5 separate regions of the Mus musculus genome follow, and regions 1, 2, 3 and 5 are each linked to region 4. Evidence: chromatin contacts called from public ChIA-PET and HiChIP or PLAC-seq data. All regions are on one chromosome and are shown on one strand. The core of a region is the stretch at or near the end of the contact, and the rest is flanking DNA. Distances in the headings are between cores, read along the strand shown.

Region 1 (3,537 bases), core at 185-2,684, 540 kb after region 4:
CCTGTTCACAGCAGATTCCAGTAGGAACCAGTCTTAAGGACCAGCATGGGTGGTGTGTTCACCATTCAAGTCTCCAGCTTCCTCTCAGAGCCACATCTCCAGGCTGCTGGGGAGAGGATCCTGAGCCGGCTCCCGTCCTCTCAATGCAGAGTGTGATTCCCTGGTCCCACTTGGCAGAAATAGAGGAGCCCAGGGCCCAAAGCAGAGAAGGCTTTCCTCCACCCCTGCATCTCCCATGGGGAGAGGAGCCCTAGAGGAAGTCAGGCTCGGGAGCCAGAGTTAACTTCAAAGGGGATGGAAGGATCCCATAGTAGGCAGACCTCTCCTTAACTCACTGGAAAACCAGGGTAAGCTAACTCCTACTGCCTTCCTGGTGGTGACTTAGTGCTCAACTTTGGGGGCCCTACAGAAGGGACAAGAACAGAATGTAGCTATCTCTCCCTGGCATCTGTGTCCCAGGACAAACCAAAGCAGAAGAATGAGAGACAGTCAGTCAGTCAGGGGTGGCCCTGCCTTCATTCCTGTCAGTACCTGCCCCAGGCAGGGGCTGAACCTGGCAGGAGGGCAAGCGGCCCACCCCGTCCCATCCCCGTACTCCGAGTCCCTCGCCTCTGGGCTGGACAGATGTTGGTTTAGGGGGAAGTGTCTGTAAAGGGCAGATGATTCACTGCTTCTACTTTCTAGGCGCTTCCAATGGACCCCTAGAAGGGGTCTGGGAGCCCTGGCCACTCCCACCAGCTCCACGTAGGTTCTTTTACTTTGGTTTCTTTGCCGGGACTGGGACCAGAGAATGTCTGTGGTCCCTCAAGGCACCCTCTAGGGTGCCACAAGTGTGTGCGGCGTCCATGGGGAGTGGGAATTTCCACGGAAAGACTTCTTAGGCTCCTGCGTTGCGGGTTCCCACTCCACCCAGATATGAGATCTCCCTGCCTGCCGGGAAACTGCCAGGTCCAGACACCTCTCGCTGTCAAGAGTCCCTGTGCTCCACTCGCAAGGGAGCCCCCCAGTACTCTCAAACCAAGAGGGTTCAGGAGCTGAAGGCTAAGCCAGCTCCCAGAAGGGCTGTGGTGGCGGCAGCCTTGAAGCAGCTCCCACCGCACGCCGGCATACACATCTCGGCCACGTTTTTTCAGTCCCTAGACTTTTCTTGCAGGGAAAAGCCAGCAGAGTGCTGATCCCCTTCTCCTCCAGCGCCCCCCCCCCCCCCCACTCCACCAGCGAACGTACCTTCTTCCGCAGCCTCATCTGGCCTGTGATGACAGCCACCGCGTACATCTTGATGACCAGCAGTGTGCTGCAGAGCAGAAAGGCCGGGAGCACCTGGCCGCTCTCCATCACCAGGCCCGGGGAAGGCATCTCGGCTAGCCGGCCTGGACTTCAACTCGGGGACACCGGGACTGAGAGTGAGACTGTCCCACAGGCGGCTTATGGAGAGGAGGAGGCGGGCCAAGTCCTGAGTAGGCGGTCACCCCCGCCCACTCCCCGCCCACCCTGATCACCCGCAGCAGGCCCCCTGCTCAAGTCAAGAAGGAACCCAGAGACTTCTGCTCCAAGTGTCCGGGTGGGGGGTGGGAAGCAGAGGAATGGAGGTGTCCCACGCCATCCTTGGCTCAGGACCATTGTTCTTTTGAAAGCCTCAGACTACATAGAGTGTTTTCTCACTTAACATCAGGTCTCCGACCCCAGTCTGCATATCACTGACCCATGCCCACCTTCCGAAAGAGCGTGAGAACCAGGGCATTTATGCTAATGTGTGGCCGCTGTAATGCTGGACATGCAGCCATGGAGGTGGGTTGTCTCTGCAAGATGGAAGGTGAGGAGACAGATCCTTCTGCCATCCTCTAACAGGACACAGACCCCCAATTACCAATTCGTGTGTGTGTGTGTGTGTGTGTGTGTGTGTGTGTGTGTATTTGCATATGGGTGGGGATATTCACGTGTGTGCACCTTTGCGTGGAAGCCAGTAGCTGCTGTCACATGACTTTCTCAATGTCCATCTTAATTTTTAATTTCTTTTAAAATTATGTTTATTTATTTATTGTGTGCCACAGTACCTGTATGAAAGTCAGAAGATAACTTGCTGATGATGGTTTTGTTCTGCCATGTGAGTCACATTCAGGTCTCACTAGCCTAAGCACCTAACTTTTCTCTTTTCCTTTTTTGAGAGAGAGAGAGAGAACCTCACTATCTACCCCCCATGGCCTGGAACTCAGAGAGCTCCCTGCTTTGGCCCTTCCAGTGCTGCGACGAAGGGCATGCACCAGTACAGCCTGGCCCTGTTACATTTTGAGGTCTGATCTTCCACTGCTCCAGAGCTCATCATTCTGCCAGCCTGACGGGCCAGTGAGCTCCGAGCATCCCCCTGCCTCTGCTGCCAGCAAATTACAAATACACACCTTCCCTGCTCGCTCCCTTCGTCAGTCAGCTAGATCGTAAAGAACAGTAATCAGGCCAAAGGAACATCACCATCAGCCTGCCATGCATGCCTCAAAGCAAGAGATCTAGGGGCAACTAGCCTGAACCCCACTCGGCTGTAAACTTAGCCAGTCCTTAGAGCACCAATGTAGCTCTGGGCTCTGATCCAATTTCCCTAGCTATAAAATGAAACTGACTATCTTGTCTCTCTCTCTCTCTCTCTCTCTCTCTCTCTCTCTCACACACACACACACACACACACACACACCATAGCAGTTGCTGGAACTATAAGGGTCTTGGTTGGAGATATATGTCCGGCCATCCTTGGTTACATAGTGAACGTGAGGCCAGCCTAGGATATATTAAATAAACCCTGTCTCAAAAGTCAGGGCTGATGAGATGGCTCAGTAGGGAAAGGTACACTCCACCAGCTTGAATAGGTGAGATTCTCTCCCAGATCTACATGGTGGGAAGATAGAATCCACCTAAGCAGGCTGTCCTCTGCTGGAGAGTATACTCATGGATAATAAGTGTAAAAAGGATTAAGTTGGAAAAATATTCATGTCTACAAACGAGGATACAGAGCACCCGCTACGCAGTAGCTCTTCCTCGCTGAGGACACCAGAGCCTCCGTTTCCCCCTACTCAGAAGAGGGTTCCTGTCTAGCTGGATTGACAGGAGGGAATCCTTGCTGCTGGGGCTGTGGGTGGCTTCTCCCTGATTTACAATCTGAACTAAAGATATGCTTGACAAGGTGTTTGTGTTTCCTAAGCGCAGGGTCACCACACAAGGCTTAGCAGTACTAGATAAGAGATAAATATCTCCCAGGGAACTGGCCATGGAAAGGTCTGGTTGTTCTAAAGCAGGTTTTATTTGTGGGTACAGGATGGGGATCTGGGCACGAGGCCAGCTTTCTGCTCTCCTTGCCAGGGATCTGCTTCAGGTCAAAAAGCTCGGCGATGAGCTGGCTCCTCTGACCTCCATACTTACGCCATGGTCCTTGAATGTATATGTGTGTGTGCACGCACACGCACACAGAGCCAACCATCAAAATGGCACTCCAGAGGTAGAGACAGGAGGATCAGATATTCAAGGTCAACCTTGGACACACACTGAGTTTTA
Region 2 (3,779 bases), core at 375-2,874, 780 kb after region 4:
CCCAGACTTCCATTCTGTTGCTGACCTTGACTTCTGATGTGCCCCCACCACGGTGTGAAAGAAAAACAAACCAAACCAAAACCCAATCAACTAACCAAACCACACACCCCCAAATCAGAAAAGAAAATAGCACGCATAGGCGAACAGTTTTGCCTACTGTGGGTGTGTACAAGTTGCTTTCAAACTATGCGTTACATTTATTTTCAAAATGGGCATTTGCCCCGGTCACCTGACATTTTGACAGCCGAATGAATGGGAACCCCTTTGACAGAGGATGTTTATGAAATGAGTTATCTTGGGAGCCAATGCTCCCGGGATTTTAGTATTAGCAGAAGCTACTGTAGTCTAAGGAATGGTTATGTAAAAACAATCAAGGCAAAGAAAATAATTTAAGGGGGATGCACAGCATTTCCCTAATTGCCCTAACCTTATTTTGACACGGCATTTCTTGGCCTCATCTTGGATGGCAACACCACCCCATACTTTATCCCTCCACACCCTTCACAAATGGAATTCAGAAAGGTAGTCAGCGGGCACTTAGGATTCATCACTGAGAAGGACTGGTCTCGGGCACATTTCAGCGCAGTAACCGCGGTTTCTTCCCCACCTTCACCCAGGCCATTGCACCGCACGCCTATGACCAGCCTTTCCCCGTGCTCGAGTCCAGAGGAAGGCAGGGCAACAGGCCCTGCCCCTCGGCCAACGGCCTCCCTTTCCCGGAGATGCCCTGAGAGCTGTCCTGGCGTCCTCTGATCGCCCTCGATGGGACCGTTTCCAGATACAAGCTGATCACTAACCCACCTGCACCCCCAAAGGAAGGATCCTCGCAAGATTATCCCCTCTCGAAACCGTTTCGTTTCCTCTGGGCAGCAGGACAGAACCAGGTCCCCGGCAATCGTCCCTCCGTGCTATCTTATGATCTCCCCTACCGCTGTCCCCCTGCGGACCAAACACCGCAGCCCCCCTCAAATTCAGAATCTGAGCTGTCTCCAAGATACAAGTGCGCTCCAACCGCCTCGGGGCTAAAGTCCTCACTTTCAGAGAGAAGACCTTACCTCTCGCTACCGGTACCCCCGAGACCCGAAACCCTGCGCCTGCCAGGCCGCCCCGCCCCCGGGAGTAGCGCGGGATCCGCCCGCACCTCCAAGCGTATAGATCGGCCCCAGAGCTCCGGCCAGGGGCGCGCGCAATTACGCAGCCCGGCACAGCGCGGGCCCCACGCCCCCGGGGAACGCCCGCGGGTTGCCGCTCCGGGAGCCCGGACCCAGCTCCACGCCGCCCCGAGGCCGCCGGGGCCACCCGATCCGCGCTCCCTCTTTGCTGGGCGACGACGCACGCCGAGGCCCCTCGATGCGCCTCCCGCCCAGGCCGCCCGCGGCCCGGCCCCTCACTCACCCAGAGCTCAGTGCCCCAGCTCATGGTGCAGGGACCGGGAAGGGGCCTCCGACCCCCTTCGCCGGCGATCGCTGCGGCCCTCCGAACCTTGTGAATGCGGAAAGCCCGCCGCTTCCCCCGGCCCGCGCCTCCTCTAGCCCGAGCTCGCAACCTCTCGTCGCTCCGCGCGGAGCAAAATGGCCCGAGGAAGCAGCAGCAGCGACCGCCGCAGCGCGCCCGCCCCGCACCGGAGCTGAGGGGCGGGATGGGGCGGGACGAGAGGCGGGACGGGGCGGGACCGGACTGACAGCTCGTGCATACCGTCCCGCCCACAGGCTCCCTTTGGCGCAGTTGCCCCGGGGGTCTGGAAGGACGTGAACCCCTGGGGACTCCTGCTCGTCATCGGTATTCGGCAACCAGCGAGCCCAACTCTTTTGGGACCTGCGCTCTCTGTCTGCAGACTGGGCTGCTGGTGATCACGTCCCTCCATCGCCATCTGCCTTCTACCCATCGCGCCTAGCGCTGTTTTGCATTTCAGAACTTTCGCCAGGTGGCCGCCGACGCCCACCTTAGAAGCTCCCGGAGTGGCTTCTTCCACTATCCAGACACTGTGGAGGCCCAAAGAGCTCGGCAGCGCGCGCGTAGGAGTGGGGCCTGGGACCGTGACGTCGGTGCACAGTGTACATAGGACGTTGAAGGGAACAGCAATCCAGCAGATCCAGGAACCCAGGGAAAGAACTCGGGAATGTGAGCCCAAAGAATTATAACCAGTGCCTTTTTCTGCCTATTTGGCCAGGAATCTCGGCAGTGAAGTTGTTACCCTGCTGAAGGACAGCAGAATCTCTGAAGGGCCCACAGGGACTTTGGAGGGTTCAAATTCAGCCTCTGCACTCTTTGGCTGGGTGGTCTAGAACAGGTTTCACCTCTATCTGGGGGAGAGCCTCAGCTGCCAAAAGGAGGCAGTGTCTACCAGTCCAGGCCTAGTGATGTGAACAGAGGAGGTGAACTGGCCAGTGGGTGGCTGACGCAGAATGGGAACCATCTCATTAACTCTTCCAAAACTCCACAGAATGTCATTTCTCACATGCTGTGGAGAATCTGGGGGCTTCCAACTGTCTCCTCAGAATCTTTCTTTCTCTGAATTCCGAGACCTCTCCTCCAGAGTCGTGACCCTCTTCTACACAATTCTCCACTCCCTGTTATCCTGAACCCGTTCATCTTTTTCCAACAGTGAGTTAAATCTCCTTAAAGGGTGAATCTCAGCCCAGTGTGTGCCGTCCCAGACCTAACACTCCTAACCAGTCCTAACACTCCTGAGGCAGAGGTAGGAAGACTGCTGCAAGTTCAAGGCCAACCTGAGCCACATAGTAAATACCAAGTAGGATGACCTGGTCCACAAAGGGGAAAACCTCAGCTAAAATAAAATAACAATGGTAAACAATAATGGTGAGGTATGGAGGCAGAGGCAAGTGGATCTCTATGAGTTACAGCTACATAGTGAGATCCTGTCTCAAAAACCAAAACTAAGCACAAAATAATAAATTTGTTGGAAAAGGAAAAAGAAAGAAAGAAAAAGGAAGGAGGGGCGGAGCTGAGAAACCTTGCCTTAAACCTCAGGACCTCCTACTTCCTTTGCCAGGCAGTTACAACTATCAAAACTATTCTGGTCTGTCTTTTGTCAGCCTCAAGACATGGCCTCCACCCTCTGTGTCTGTTTGAAGTATTTTGCTCCCACATTTACCAGGTCTGAGCACTCTTGACTCCCTCGCCTGCCAGGGATGCAAGCATCAGGATGGTCAGGCACCTTCCTTCCAAGGCAGACTTATGGCAAGGGTGAGCTGGAGGGCTTGGGACTGTAAGCAATGTTAACCACGCCGCAGGGTTGTTTTGTGTTCCGTATGCATGTGTATCAGCGCACCCATTCATGACTGGGGCCCTTGGGACCCCTGGAAGTGACCTGCAGATGGTTGTGAACCACTCATGGGGATGGAGAGTCAAACCTAGGTCTTCTGGGGGGGCAGCCAATACTCTTAGTCTCCCTTAGCCATCTCCCCAGGGCCCGCAATGTCACTGGGTTTTATTTTCTCCAAGCTGAAAATGACCACTGTAGGGAGACCCTGCCTGCTGGCATCCTTATCACCTTGCCTCTCTCCCCGCTTGTTAGTCGTTTCCTTTTCCGTCCACGAAATGATCTAATCTTGACTTCGGAAAACTAGAATGACCACTTGAAAAAATAGGCTAGCCAGGAGGTAAAGCAACCTGTGCCCTGAAGAGAAAGAAGCGGAAGGAGAGAAAGATGCCGAAAGATGAGTCGTTTTATTCGAGTAAGCAGAAATTGTTAGCTGCAGAACCTCTGGAAGCCACTGTGGACTACAGGAGTCGAGCTAACGGAGCACACTTACTCC
Region 3 (3,587 bases), core at 72-2,571, 560 kb before region 4:
GAGATTCATTTGCCTTTGCCTCCCGAGTGCTGGGGTTAAAGGTGTGTGCCACCACCACCGCTGTGCTTGATCCCCTAAAGCCCACCTTTAATCCATAAGAAGGCACAGATTTGGAACTCTCTGCTGAGAACATGATTCTCTTGTTGGTCTGTGATGCACATGTCTATGAACATGGGGCACCTGCTATTATAGCCCTAGAGACATCCTTTAGCTTACTATCCAGCCTCTCCAATGGATGCAATCCTGAGCAGGTCCAGACCATCTTCATACCAAAATGTCATCTGTAATCCCTATAAACAGACCTTGAAGGTTGCCCCTTCCCCCCTTAAGAACTTGACTAGGTTGAGTCATTGAAGGGGCTATTTAAGAACAGAGGCAGTAATAGGCACGTTGCATAGTCACCCCAGAACTTTTCAGAGGCTCTCAATCCAACGGCTGTGAGTCTAGACCCTTGCCCACAGCCTGACAAAGCTCACAGTTTACAAAGGAACCAGTGTTCGGGAGTGTTATCAGTCAGGGTTAAAGTTAGTTACACAGGCTTTAAATCCTGACCTTTGAGGAGATCCCCTGAAGCTACTCCTCCTGGCTCTTCAGTTCTTTTTGAACCTTGCAAAGGTACTGAAAACTGTAAAAGTCCTGAGGGAACAATCATACTCAGCTGTGGTGAATGACCATTCCAGAATGGTCTAGAAGCCCAATGCCCTGTGTATTCTGCCAGAATCCAGCTTTTTTTTTTTTTCAGCAAGTGGTATTGAACATTTGCTAAATTCTATTTCAAGACAAATGTAGTAGTTAATGTCTGTAATGCCAGCGCTCTGGGCTGAAGTAGATTAACTACAGCAAGATCCAGGGCAAAGTTACTACCCTGTTTCAAAAAACAAACAGGACTGACAAGGTGGATCAGGAAAAGGTGCCTGTTCCCAAGACTGAGGGCCAAGCCTAGTAACCTTAGTATGATCCCTGGAGCCCATGGTGTAAGAACAGAACCAACTCCCACGAGTTGTCCTCTGACCACACAGGGTCTTTGGCATATGTATCTACACATACACAAATAAGCAAACAAATGTAAATAATAATAATAAGTTAAACAAATTCTACTTGGGCCTTAGCTTCTGGCTATGTATTCTCAAATGGTCTGTGGGCGGGTTTATGCTACCTGGATCCCCTGGTCCAGGAAATGGCAGAGAGGAACGACCCAAGGAGCACTGCCTGACCAGGGCAACTTCAGCAGCCTGAACAAGCTAGACTACTAGGACTACAACTCCCAGCATGCCGTGCGGCTCAGCCTACCACTCCCAGCGGGCCGGGCGGCTGCGGAGGCAGTGGTGCGCGCAGGGCTGGAGGGGCTGGGCGGTGTCGGGCGCGCTGGGGCTGGGTTGCGCTGAGGTGCACGGACTCAGAAGCTCGCCCTCTGCGGGGACGGCACAGAAGGCGGTGCTGCCGGCTGGCACAGCCGGTGCGGGTGCGGGAGGCGGGTGGGGGTGGAGCGGGGCAGAGGTACAGACCCTACAAGGACGAGGAGTGGGCCAGACGCACCGAGGCTCGGCTGTGTGTGCCCCGGGGCGGCCGATGCCCCCAGCGCACCGCACTCCGCTGCCGCAACCGGGCCGCATCCTGACGGGGCGCCGCGCCGCGCAGCCGCAGCCGGGTGAGCTAAGGCGGGGACGGCGGCTTTCTGAGCGGGGAAAATGTGCCAGGCCGAGCAGGGGGAGACGGCGGTGCCGGCTCGGACTGAGGGGCGCGCCCTCCTTCTCCCAACCCCGAGAACGCTCTGATGTCCTGGCTATCTAGAGGCAATCGGTCCGTGGCGCCCCTCCTGTCCTGTCTCCTCTCTCAGCGGTCTTGGACCGGCTCCTAGCTTGCTTTTTGACTGCCTCTGTCAGAGAGCTAAGGATCTTAGCGATCCTGCGGTAGTCCTCCCACCCATTGCTTTATGCTTTTCTCCAGAAGGCAGTCTCATAAGGGATTCCCTGTGTTCCAGGCCGTGGTCCTCCGCCTAGCTTGGAGATATTCAGGCTACTTCATATCTTTGACCTTCCTCTCTTCCCAAGAAAAGCAATCCATTAGCAGTCCTCTTGACTAAATCCATAAAGAAGAGGGAATAGAGCGTGGGCCTTAATCTCTGCCCTGGGCTTCAACACAGCCTTTCCCCTTCTCAGCCCTAGTCCTCAAAGATCCATCTGAATGTGTGGGTACTTCCAAATCCTTTTCCTGTCCAACAATCACCTCTTTCCACCCTACCCCTGGGCTGTCACCTCTCAGGCCCCTCCTGCCTCTAAGCCATTTGCTGGCTCGCCCTCTATGGACCGGTAGAGGCACAACGCTACCTTGAGTCTGTGGGCCAGAGACTGTGCAGGGCTCCCTTCCCAGGAAGCTGCCCTTTTTGGTGTTGTCATTTCCAGAACCTCCTGGAGTCCCTAGGAGAGACACTTCTATCAGCACCTGTCTCCCGGCCATCTGGTTAGGTTGCTTGAATATCGGTGAATGGACTGTCCTGTTTGGGTTAGAAAGGTTCTAAGAACAAGTCTTACTAGCCCAATGCATAGAGCAAGGTGCTATGGCCTGAAGTAGGAAAGGGGCTAGCACAAGGTCACTTGACAAGGTGGTCAAAGATAGAACCAGAAGCTAGATCATCCTCTTGTTTCTTAACCCCAGAGCTGTAGATTTCAAGGCCCCTCCAACTTGGCATGGAACCAAAGCCTTGAACCTTTTTTAAGCCACCCCTTTTAAGGTGACTAGGCAATCCCCATAGGCTGACCCTTTGGGCTCATACTGAAGTGGCTGCTGGTGCAGAAGTAGCGGCCCCTAAAGAAGGAATTGTGTCTCCTAACCACCTTGTACCTGCAGGTCACAATGCTACTTGGAGCATCTCTGGTGGGGGCGCTACTGTTCTCCAAGCTAGTGCTGAAGCTGCCCTGGACCCAGGTGGGATTCTCCCTGTTGCTCCTGTACTTGGGGTCTGGTGGCTGGCGTTTCATCCGGGTCTTCATCAAGACGGTCAGGAGAGATATCTTGTGAGTACCATATCTAGCCTCCCTTGGGGTCTCAACTGTGCTGGGCTTTACCAGCCATTATCCCTGCCAGCACAAGACATCTGGGTTATTAAAGGAACAGTGTCTTCTCTTTGCCCTTCTCCTGGCATACCTAGAACTTTCATCTCCAAGGTCAAGGTCTCAAGGAATCTCCTAACCCCGAGACTCCTTGACCTGGGGCACAAATCAAAGCAGATCTGTTGAAAGATGTGTCTGAGAAGGGTCACGAGGACACTGTTCATGGCAAGGTGAAGAAGACCCCAGAGGAAAAGGACCTTTCCTTAGGTTGGCACAGCCTGAAAGAGCCCAGGGGGACACTGGATGCTAGCACAAATCCTGAGTTAGACAGCTGGGAGAAATTGCTCCTAGCTGCTCTATGCTAGGCTGGTTCTGAGGGTCAGAGAGGAAGAAGCTCAGACTTTTAGGAGGTAAGAAAGGGACGAAGTAACTCCCTAAACTGTCTGTGCTATTGCTGCAGAGACCCTGGTGGTCTTGCTCACTCCTGTGTTCTAGTACCCGGAAAAGGGAGCCTTGCCTAGAATGGACAGCTCAGTG
Region 4 (3,587 bases), core at 755-3,254:
GATCTGATGCCCTCTTCTGGTGTGTCTGAAGTCAGCTACAGTGTACTCGTATACATAAAATAACTAAATAATATTAAATAGGGCTGGAGAGATGGCTCAGTGGTTAAGAACACCGACTTCTCTTCCGAAGGTCCTGAGTTCAAACCCCAGCAACCACATGGTGCCTCACGACCATCCTTAATGAGATCTGACGCCCTCTTCTGGTGTGTCTGAAGACAGCTACAGTGTACTTAGATATAATAATAATAAAAAAATCTTTAAAAAAATAATATTAAGTGAAAACCTCATCTTTTCACCCAGAGCTGTTCCTCAGCTGGTCCCTTTGCTTTGTCATCTGTCTGTGCAGGGGTGAACCTGAGCCATCTGGGTGTTTGTTCAGGCATCTGGGTGTTGTCCTAAGAGCAGGCGGGGCCCAGATATGTGGAGTTTGAAAATAAAACAAAACAAAACAAAAAACTTCAGGAGACTGCCAGTCTCCTACCACTGACCTAACATTAACAGGCTCTGTAACTACACACTGGTAACTCACAAGCCCCAAGTGTCTGTGTTCACAGTCTTGTATGCGAAATTGTTCCTCTTTACTCTGTACTTACCAGGATCTGTCTGTAGCTGGCCATAGTGACCATTCAGACAGCATCCAGCTCTGTCCTGTTAAAGCCATTTATAATTGCATGTCTTTATTCAGTAACTCACACTGGCTGAAAAGGATCAGTAACTGGAGGCTGGAGAGATGGCTCAATTGGTAAGCCCAGTGTATTGTTCTTGCAGAGAACTAGGGTTCAATTCCCAGCACCCACAGAATTCCTCTCAGTTGTAACTCCAGTTCCAGGCGATCAGAGGTCGCCCTCTTCTGGCCTATATAGGCACTACTTGCACCTTTTACCAAAAAAGTTCACTTTGGCCTTTATTTTTTTCCCCTGATATTCAAATAATAATTATTTACTAATTTAGAATTTGGATGTAGCTGGGCAGAGTTTCACATGCTTGTATATAATTCCAACACTTCGCCGGGCAGTGGTGGTGCACGCCTTTAATCCCAGCTCTTGGGAGGCAGAGGCAGGCAGATTTCTGAGTTCGAGGCCAGTCTGGTCAACAAAGTGAGTTCCAGGACAGCCAGGGCTACACAGAGAAACCCTGTCTCGAAAAAGAAAGAAAGAAAGAGAGAGAGAGAGAGAGAGAGAGAGAGAGAGAGAAACCCAAAAAACCAAACCAACCAACCAAACAAACAAAAAAAACCCCAATAATTCCAGCACTTCAGGCGATTGGAGGCAGGAGGATCAAGAATTCAAGATCAGCGGGCAGTGCGGTGGTGACACCTGGCTTTAATCCCAACAGAGGGCAGGAGTTCCAGGACAGCCTGGGCTACACAAAAAAAAAATCGCCTCAGAAAATAACAAAACAAAACAAAAAAAACCAAAAACCAACCCAACCAACCAAAACCCCAAACCAAACCAAACTAAAAAACAAACATACAAAACCTGCTAGTCTCCAAAGCATAGATCCTTTAGGAACCCTGTCTCAAAAAAAAAAAAAAAAAAAAAAAAAAAAAAAAAAAATCCAAAACCAAGAAACCAAACCAAACCATGCATAAATAAGGGTTGTAGATGTGCGTGTGCGTGCATGCGTGTGTGCCTGTTGGTGTGAGAGTATGTGTAGCGCAGGAGTTTGGTAATCAGGTGTGACATCCCAGTGACAACAACGCTGAGGACCAGCGTGTGGCAGAGACTCTCTAAGCAGCTGCTTCCCAGAAAGCCCCAGGTGTCCACTAACTCCACCGCCTTTTTAGTGTCCGTGTGTCTGTCTAATCCTAGTGACCAATCGGAGGAGAGAAGAGGACATTCCACACTGCAACCACACTTAGGGGGCGGTGCGAAAAGCGAGGGAGGCGGAGTCTGCGTGATCACGTAGCTCACCCCATTGGCCAAGGGCCTCGCCGATGCGGAGCGATATGGAGACGCTCATTGGTCAGAGCTGTGTTGGCCGGCCCGAGGCCACGCCTTCCCCATCCAGCGGCGTGGTTTGGTTGTATTGCCGCCTGGAAAGGAGACGCTGCCCTTCCCCAGCGATGGGATCCCTGGTGAGTGACGGCCACTGCGCGGGCGACCAGATCAGCAGGGCTAGAAGCGAGGCTTGCGGAGCATGGAACCCGGCCCACGCCGGGGTCTGCGATCCAGCCAGCCCGCGAAGGTGTCCAAGGTGGGATGAGTGGATCCCCTGGACCAGGCGGCTCGAGAGGATGCGTGGCTCCGTGGGTGGAACGAGAAAGGAGCTGGGTCAGAGAGGAGACTCCCGGGCCTGGAACGCTGCGAGCATCTAAAAGTATGGTCGCGGGCACCTCCCCCCCCAGGTGTGCCGGCTGTGGGCAGCGCTGTATGTGGACAGCGGTCAAGGATGTCCTAGGGAGGTCGGGGCCAAAGCAGGAAGGTCCCTGCCCAGGCTCCGCAAGGAGCAGATACTGAAGCTTGGAATATTGTTGATGTTCACTGTGGGGTTGCCCAATGCCCGGCTGCGTGGGATCCCACAGAGATGTGCAGGGGTGGGACAAACAGGACATGAGGCAGAGTGAGCTGTAGTACTGCCTGGTTCTGATAACACAGCCAGGTCAAAGTGGGACGAGAGAATGCTCAGGCCAATTAGTAGGGTTGGCTTGCACAAAAGAGGAGGGCCTGGATTGGAAAGCCGGGATATCAGGCCTAAGGTGCCAGGGTGGAGGAGCAGATAACCTACCTGCTCAAGAATGTGGAGCAGGATTGGTGGCCAGCATTAGAATAGAGAGACAGGTAGGATATGATGATGAGCTTGGACCCTTCCTTCCTCTTGGGCACAGACAAGGCTAACTGGACTCACCTGCAAACAGATGCCAGGCCTCCCCTTCCCTCTCTCCTCCTGCCTGGATCCTAGAATAGGCTCACCTCTAATACCAGGTGGCCTTCCCAGACGTTCAAGGCCCTCAGGTTTGATACAAGCAAGCAGCAGGCAATGGCTAGGGTGCTCGGCCCAGCCTCGGTCCTCATCTCTCAAAGCCTCAGTATTCCTATCCTTGCGTGCTCTGAGAAGGACTCCACTGAGGCCTCACAGAGAGCTAGTGCGCTGGCTTGTTGAAATGCTCTGAGAAGTATATCTCCTGCTATTTGATGTCCTTGTCTCTCACTCAGTGCCCTGCCAGGCTGGAGGCACATCATAGCCCACTTAACCTCTAGGCAAAAATGTACCCTGCCCTTGACAGTGTGGCAATTTCTTTAGCCCTTGAACCTCACTCTGCCTGCCAGCCCTCTTGCCCTCTCCCCTCCCCCCACAGCCCTAGGGCCAGCCTGATAGGGCTGTATGCCTTCCCCCACTCACCAAGGATAATCTGTTCCTTGTTCATGTCTTGTGCTGGCCTAGTGACTTTTGGTCATCATCCCAGAGAGACAGGGTCTGTCCTGGCCTATGGTGTTCCTTCCTCTGAAGATCTCAGAAAGCATCCTTGAACTTGAACAAGACCCCTGCTGCAGGGTCTTGGGGTCTCAGAATATGTGATCAAACATCTCATCTGGCTTTGGGTCTTAGTGGGTCTTGGGCTATCTTTTCTCTCTGTGTCTCTGCTG
Region 5 (3,656 bases), core at 790-3,289, 880 kb after region 4:
TTTTTTCAACATCCCCAGGGGCCTGGCATCAGTGGGTGCCTAGCAAATACTAACCCGGTATCAGTGGTGTCCGTGACTGTGAGGAACCAGGCACTTCCCTGACTCCTGTATCCCCCAGAGTCCTGGTTCTTGTCATGGTGTTGGTGACCAGTGGTTGTTGTTGGGCAGGCTTGAGACACGACCATTTCTCATGTTGCTCACTGCAGTGTCTTCAGTCTTCAGTCTAGCACCCAACACATGGAACAACCCCTGGGTTCCTGTAGAGCATAGAACTGTCCTTGAACTCATTATATGGCAGCCATGGTTGCCACTGAGTTCCTGATCCTCCTACCTCCATCTCCCAAGAGATGACAGGCCTGGCTCACAGCTCTCTAAGGCTTCAACTGTTAACCCATGGTCCAAGGTTTCTGTCTGAGCAGGATGTTCAGGTGAGGCTGGCCAGCTCTGAACCTCTTTCTGTGGCTTTTCCTTCGTGTACATTTTGAATCGATCCTCAAAGCTGGGACACCCTGCTCCAACCTCTAGCGAGAATTCCTTTAGCTGTGGCACAGCGCCAGCTTCCAGGATCCATGTCTGCTCACTTCCTGTATCGAACGGGCTCTTCACACCAACAAGCTGGGACCTGGGTCTGGCCTGGGCTCATGTAAGGGAAGGAACCGAGACCATCTGAAGGCTGGAGACATGCAAGAGGTGGGGTTGAAAGGTACCATCGCCCCAGGCAGGGTTTTACACCCTCTGAGAGGGAAAAAAAGAAATTCTGTCCGTGATTGCATCCCTGCTGGCTCAGGAGGGAATGGCTTCATCTTGCCATGGTCTTTCCAGGGCTCTGGTTCCTGGCATGGGTCATTCCTCCCCTACCCGATCTATTTTCATGCCTTTCCCTGAGAACTCTTCCTCCTAATGTTGTCTAAGCCAGTTGTGAACCAGGGATCCTACTGCCTCCCCACCCACTTCCCTGTTTAGCTGGGCTGGCTCCCTGGCCTCTGCTACTAAGACTGGCTCACAGAAGTTGCCACTGGCCCTCAGGGCCTTCTGAGAGCAAGACATATTTCTGCTCCCCTCCCCCTGAGGCTCATTCTTTGGAAGAAGCAAGCGCCAATGGACTAAGAGGTCCAAGTTTTCCTGAGCTGTTAAGGAGACAGAGTTGGGCAGAAAGTCAGGAGAGGTCTCAATTACGATGACATTTTGGGAGGAGGGGAGAGCAGGCCATCCTTTTCCTGGAGTCCTTCCCCAGCTGCAGGCTTCCAGGCATGGAGCCCCACCAACAGGCTCTGCTCCCTCTGGCCACTTCAAGCAAGCCCCACAACAGAGAAGGTTTGAACTGCAAGTACTCCTGGGCACCGGGGACAGAGGCCAGGTCTTTGGGGAAAGCGGCTTGCCAGGCTGGTCTCCAGAAGCTCTGGCCCTTCTGCCTGGCCTCAGATCATTCCCAGCCTTGCCTGGAGCCCCGGGTGTAGAGGCTGCTCTCCCTCCCAGGCCAGACCCCTTCCAGGTTGATACCCCATTCCTCTCTCAATCTGAAGTCACTTCCCTCAAGGCCAGGCAAAAGTGTTCCCACCGAAACCCATGCCAGCCAGCACATCAGGATGCTCCTGGAGAGGTCTGGGATCGCGTCTGTCCTCTTGGCCGCCAGGTCCCCAGCGCCCAACACATCTAAGTGGAATGAATGAATTGCGCCGGGCAGGGATTTGGCCTCGTTCACGTCCGATTTTCCGGGCCCTCCCTGCCCACGCCGCTGCGGAGAGGGGGGAATGGATCGGCGGAGGGGGCGGTGCGGCGACCTCCCAGCGTCCCCGGAGAGCCAACAGGAGAGGGGGTGCCTCAACGCGGAGCTCGCGCCTGTCGGAGCTGGGCGGGAGGTGGCGCCGGGCGATGAGTGGCGGCTCCGAGTCCACCCCTGGCGCGCCGGTGCGGGCGGGAGGCGGGGAGCGTAGGGGCGGCGGCGGCGCAGCAGTAGCGAGCATGTGCTACGCAGCCCAGTAACCAGGGACGACCGCGGCAACCGAGCCCCGGCGGCTGCGGCTCTCAGCCCCGCGCAACTCCTCGCCGTGGCCGCTTGCACCGCCAAGGCCTGGCCCTCGCCGGGTCCCCGAGGCCCCTTGAACCGTCAGCCGCGGTCGCGCAGCACGCCGGAGCCCCGCGCACGGGACGCGCGGGCACGGCCAGACAAAGGCGCGGCCCCGGCCCGGCCCAGCCCGGCCTGCCGGCCTCCGCGCACCCCGGCCCGACCCAACCGCTCCCGCTGGGCGCCCCGAGCGGGTCCGGCCCGGGGAGCGGGGGCCGCGGCCGCCGAGCATGGGGAAATCCAACAGCAAGTTGAAGCCTGAAGTTGTGGAGGAGCTGACCAGAAAAACCTACTGTGAGTGAGCCCCGATCCCAGATCCCCGATTCCCCATCGAGCCGCGACCTTCCCTCCGCCCTTCCCGGCCGCGCCCCTGCCCCGCACCTGGCCCATTGTTCTATCCGCGCCCCCGCCCCCGGCCATGGCTGGGTGTCGCCTGTCAGCGTGCTCCAGGGACCACTCTGGGTCCTCAGGGCATCCGCAGCCCACCCGCTGCTCCCCTCCTGTCCGAAGGACCCGGGCTGTGCCGGGGCGGGGGGCAGTGGTCCCAGGAGGGGGCGCCCGGGCGTTGTGTGGCTCTCCTGCTTGGAGCAGGGTGGGTGGGTGATTCATGCTTAATGATGCTGCTGCGGCTCCTGCCTCTTGCGAGGTTGGCCTGTCGCCCCCTCCCTGGCAAGTGTGACTGTGTTGGGAGGAAGAGGGCTGGCGAGACTGGTAGAACGCTCAGGTAGTGACGGTAGAGGGCCAAGGGTCCTGGGCGCCCTCTTAGATGTCGCACGGTTGGGCTGTATTCTCCATCCCCCCTTCCCTTCTCCTGTCTCTACCGCACCAGGAAATGGGTTTACATGGCCCGAGCTGACGAGCGAAGGAAGGTCTGTCCCACTCCACGGTCCACTAGATCAGTCCCAGGCGTGGCTCTCCACTTGCCCAACTTCACAGATCTGCCTCTGCATCTTTAGTGCCTCCACACCAGGTGTCCCCCCTCCTCGCAGCCTCTCCAGGGGTGGCCCTGGAAGTGGGTCCTGGGAAGCTTTGGCTGAGCGCTCTGCATCACCCGGAAAGACAGGCAGTTAACTGACAGCTCGGTGTAGATGGAGGCTCTGGTGCAGTGCATGGTCTCTGCTCTCACCCCCACCCCCACCCCCGGTATCGGTCTTCTGAGCACGTTTGCAGGTCTTGGTCAACCTAGTGCCTTAGCCCCATGCTCCTCACTCTCCCAGACTTAGAACAAAGGGGGCTTTACTGCCTGGGCTCTCCTGGCCCCTGTCCTGAGGAGTTGGACACCTTGGAGGTCACATCCAGGAGAACTATCCTTCCCAGCCCAGGCTGCCTACTCTCTCTTTCCAGATTGGGTGGGTAGCTTTTTCTAGCTTGTTGCTGTTTGTGAGGTTAACTGGACCCTCGAAGGTGTGGCTCACAGCCATTAGCAGGTAGGCTATTGGTGGGACACCCTCCCTCCCTGAACGGGCCAGGACCCCAGGGTGTGGGGAGGGTAGAGGGCTCCATGGACTTCTCCAGGAACCATGGCATGTGGTGTACCATGCTGTCTCCATGATGGTGAGGCTGGGGGCCACCAATGAGCCCTGTGAAGTCA

Evidence for each region. ChIA-PET counts read pairs in DNA pulled down with a chosen protein or histone mark. HiChIP or PLAC-seq counts read pairs in DNA pulled down with a chosen protein or histone mark.
Region 1: a contact with region 4 is called in an H3K4me3 HiChIP or PLAC-seq map of embryonic basal ganglia, with 3 times the contacts expected there. The contact joins the promoter of Ptges here to the promoter of Miga2 in region 4. A contact is called at or near these places in 6 of 115 datasets of contacts at active chromatin or transcription factors (embryonic basal ganglia, embryonic forebrain, embryonic midbrain and 3 more) and 1 of 9 other capture datasets (liver).
Region 2: an RNA polymerase II ChIA-PET map of memory CD8 T cells shows a contact between it and region 4, with 5 read pairs. The contact joins the promoter of Fnbp1 here to the promoter of Miga2 in region 4. A contact is called at or near these places in 1 of 484 Hi-C or Micro-C datasets (CD8 T cells) and 2 of 115 datasets of contacts at active chromatin or transcription factors (memory CD8 T cells and pro-B cells).
Region 3: a contact with region 4 is called in an HNF4G HiChIP or PLAC-seq map of pancreatic cancer cells. The contact joins the promoter of Slc27a4 here to the promoter of Miga2 in region 4. A contact is called at or near these places in 1 of 39 promoter capture datasets (pre-B cells), 2 of 115 datasets of contacts at active chromatin or transcription factors (large pre-B cells and pancreatic cancer cells) and 1 of 9 other capture datasets (pancreatic islet).
Region 5: an HNF4G HiChIP or PLAC-seq map of pancreatic cancer cells shows a contact between it and region 4. The contact joins the promoter of Ncs1 here to the promoter of Miga2 in region 4. A contact is called at or near these places in 2 of 115 datasets of contacts at active chromatin or transcription factors (memory CD8 T cells and pancreatic cancer cells).

Annotation. Positions count from the first base shown.
Region 1 is chr2:30,901,863-30,905,399 of GRCm38.p6, forward strand. Ptges (prostaglandin E synthase) reads right to left here and starts at 1,435. Exons shown (of 3, transcript NM_022415.3): 1 at 1,228-1,435. The coding sequence starts at 1,356. Gm52550 (a long non-coding RNA gene) reads left to right here and starts at 1,393. Exons shown (of 3, transcript XR_003954020.1): 1 at 1,393-1,457; 2 at 1,673-1,788; 3 at 2,166-2,612.
Region 2 is chr2:31,140,384-31,144,162 of GRCm38.p6, forward strand. Fnbp1 (formin binding protein 1) reads right to left here and starts at 1,625. Exons shown (of 17, transcript NM_001177648.1): 1 at 1,396-1,625. The coding sequence starts at 1,419.
Region 3 is chr2:29,801,313-29,804,899 of GRCm38.p6, forward strand. Slc27a4 (solute carrier family 27 (fatty acid transporter), member 4) reads left to right here and starts at 1,322. Exons shown (of 13, transcript NM_011989.5): 1 at 1,322-1,648; 2 at 2,848-3,014. The coding sequence starts at 2,854.
Region 4 is chr2:30,362,229-30,365,815 of GRCm38.p6, forward strand. It overlaps Miga2 (mitoguardin 2), which reads left to right and starts at 2,005. Exons shown (of 16, transcript NM_001242407.1): 1 at 2,005-2,077.
Region 5 is chr2:31,243,884-31,247,539 of GRCm38.p6, forward strand. It overlaps Ncs1 (neuronal calcium sensor 1), which reads left to right and starts at 2,040. Exons shown (of 8, transcript NM_019681.3): 1 at 2,040-2,359. The coding sequence starts at 2,296.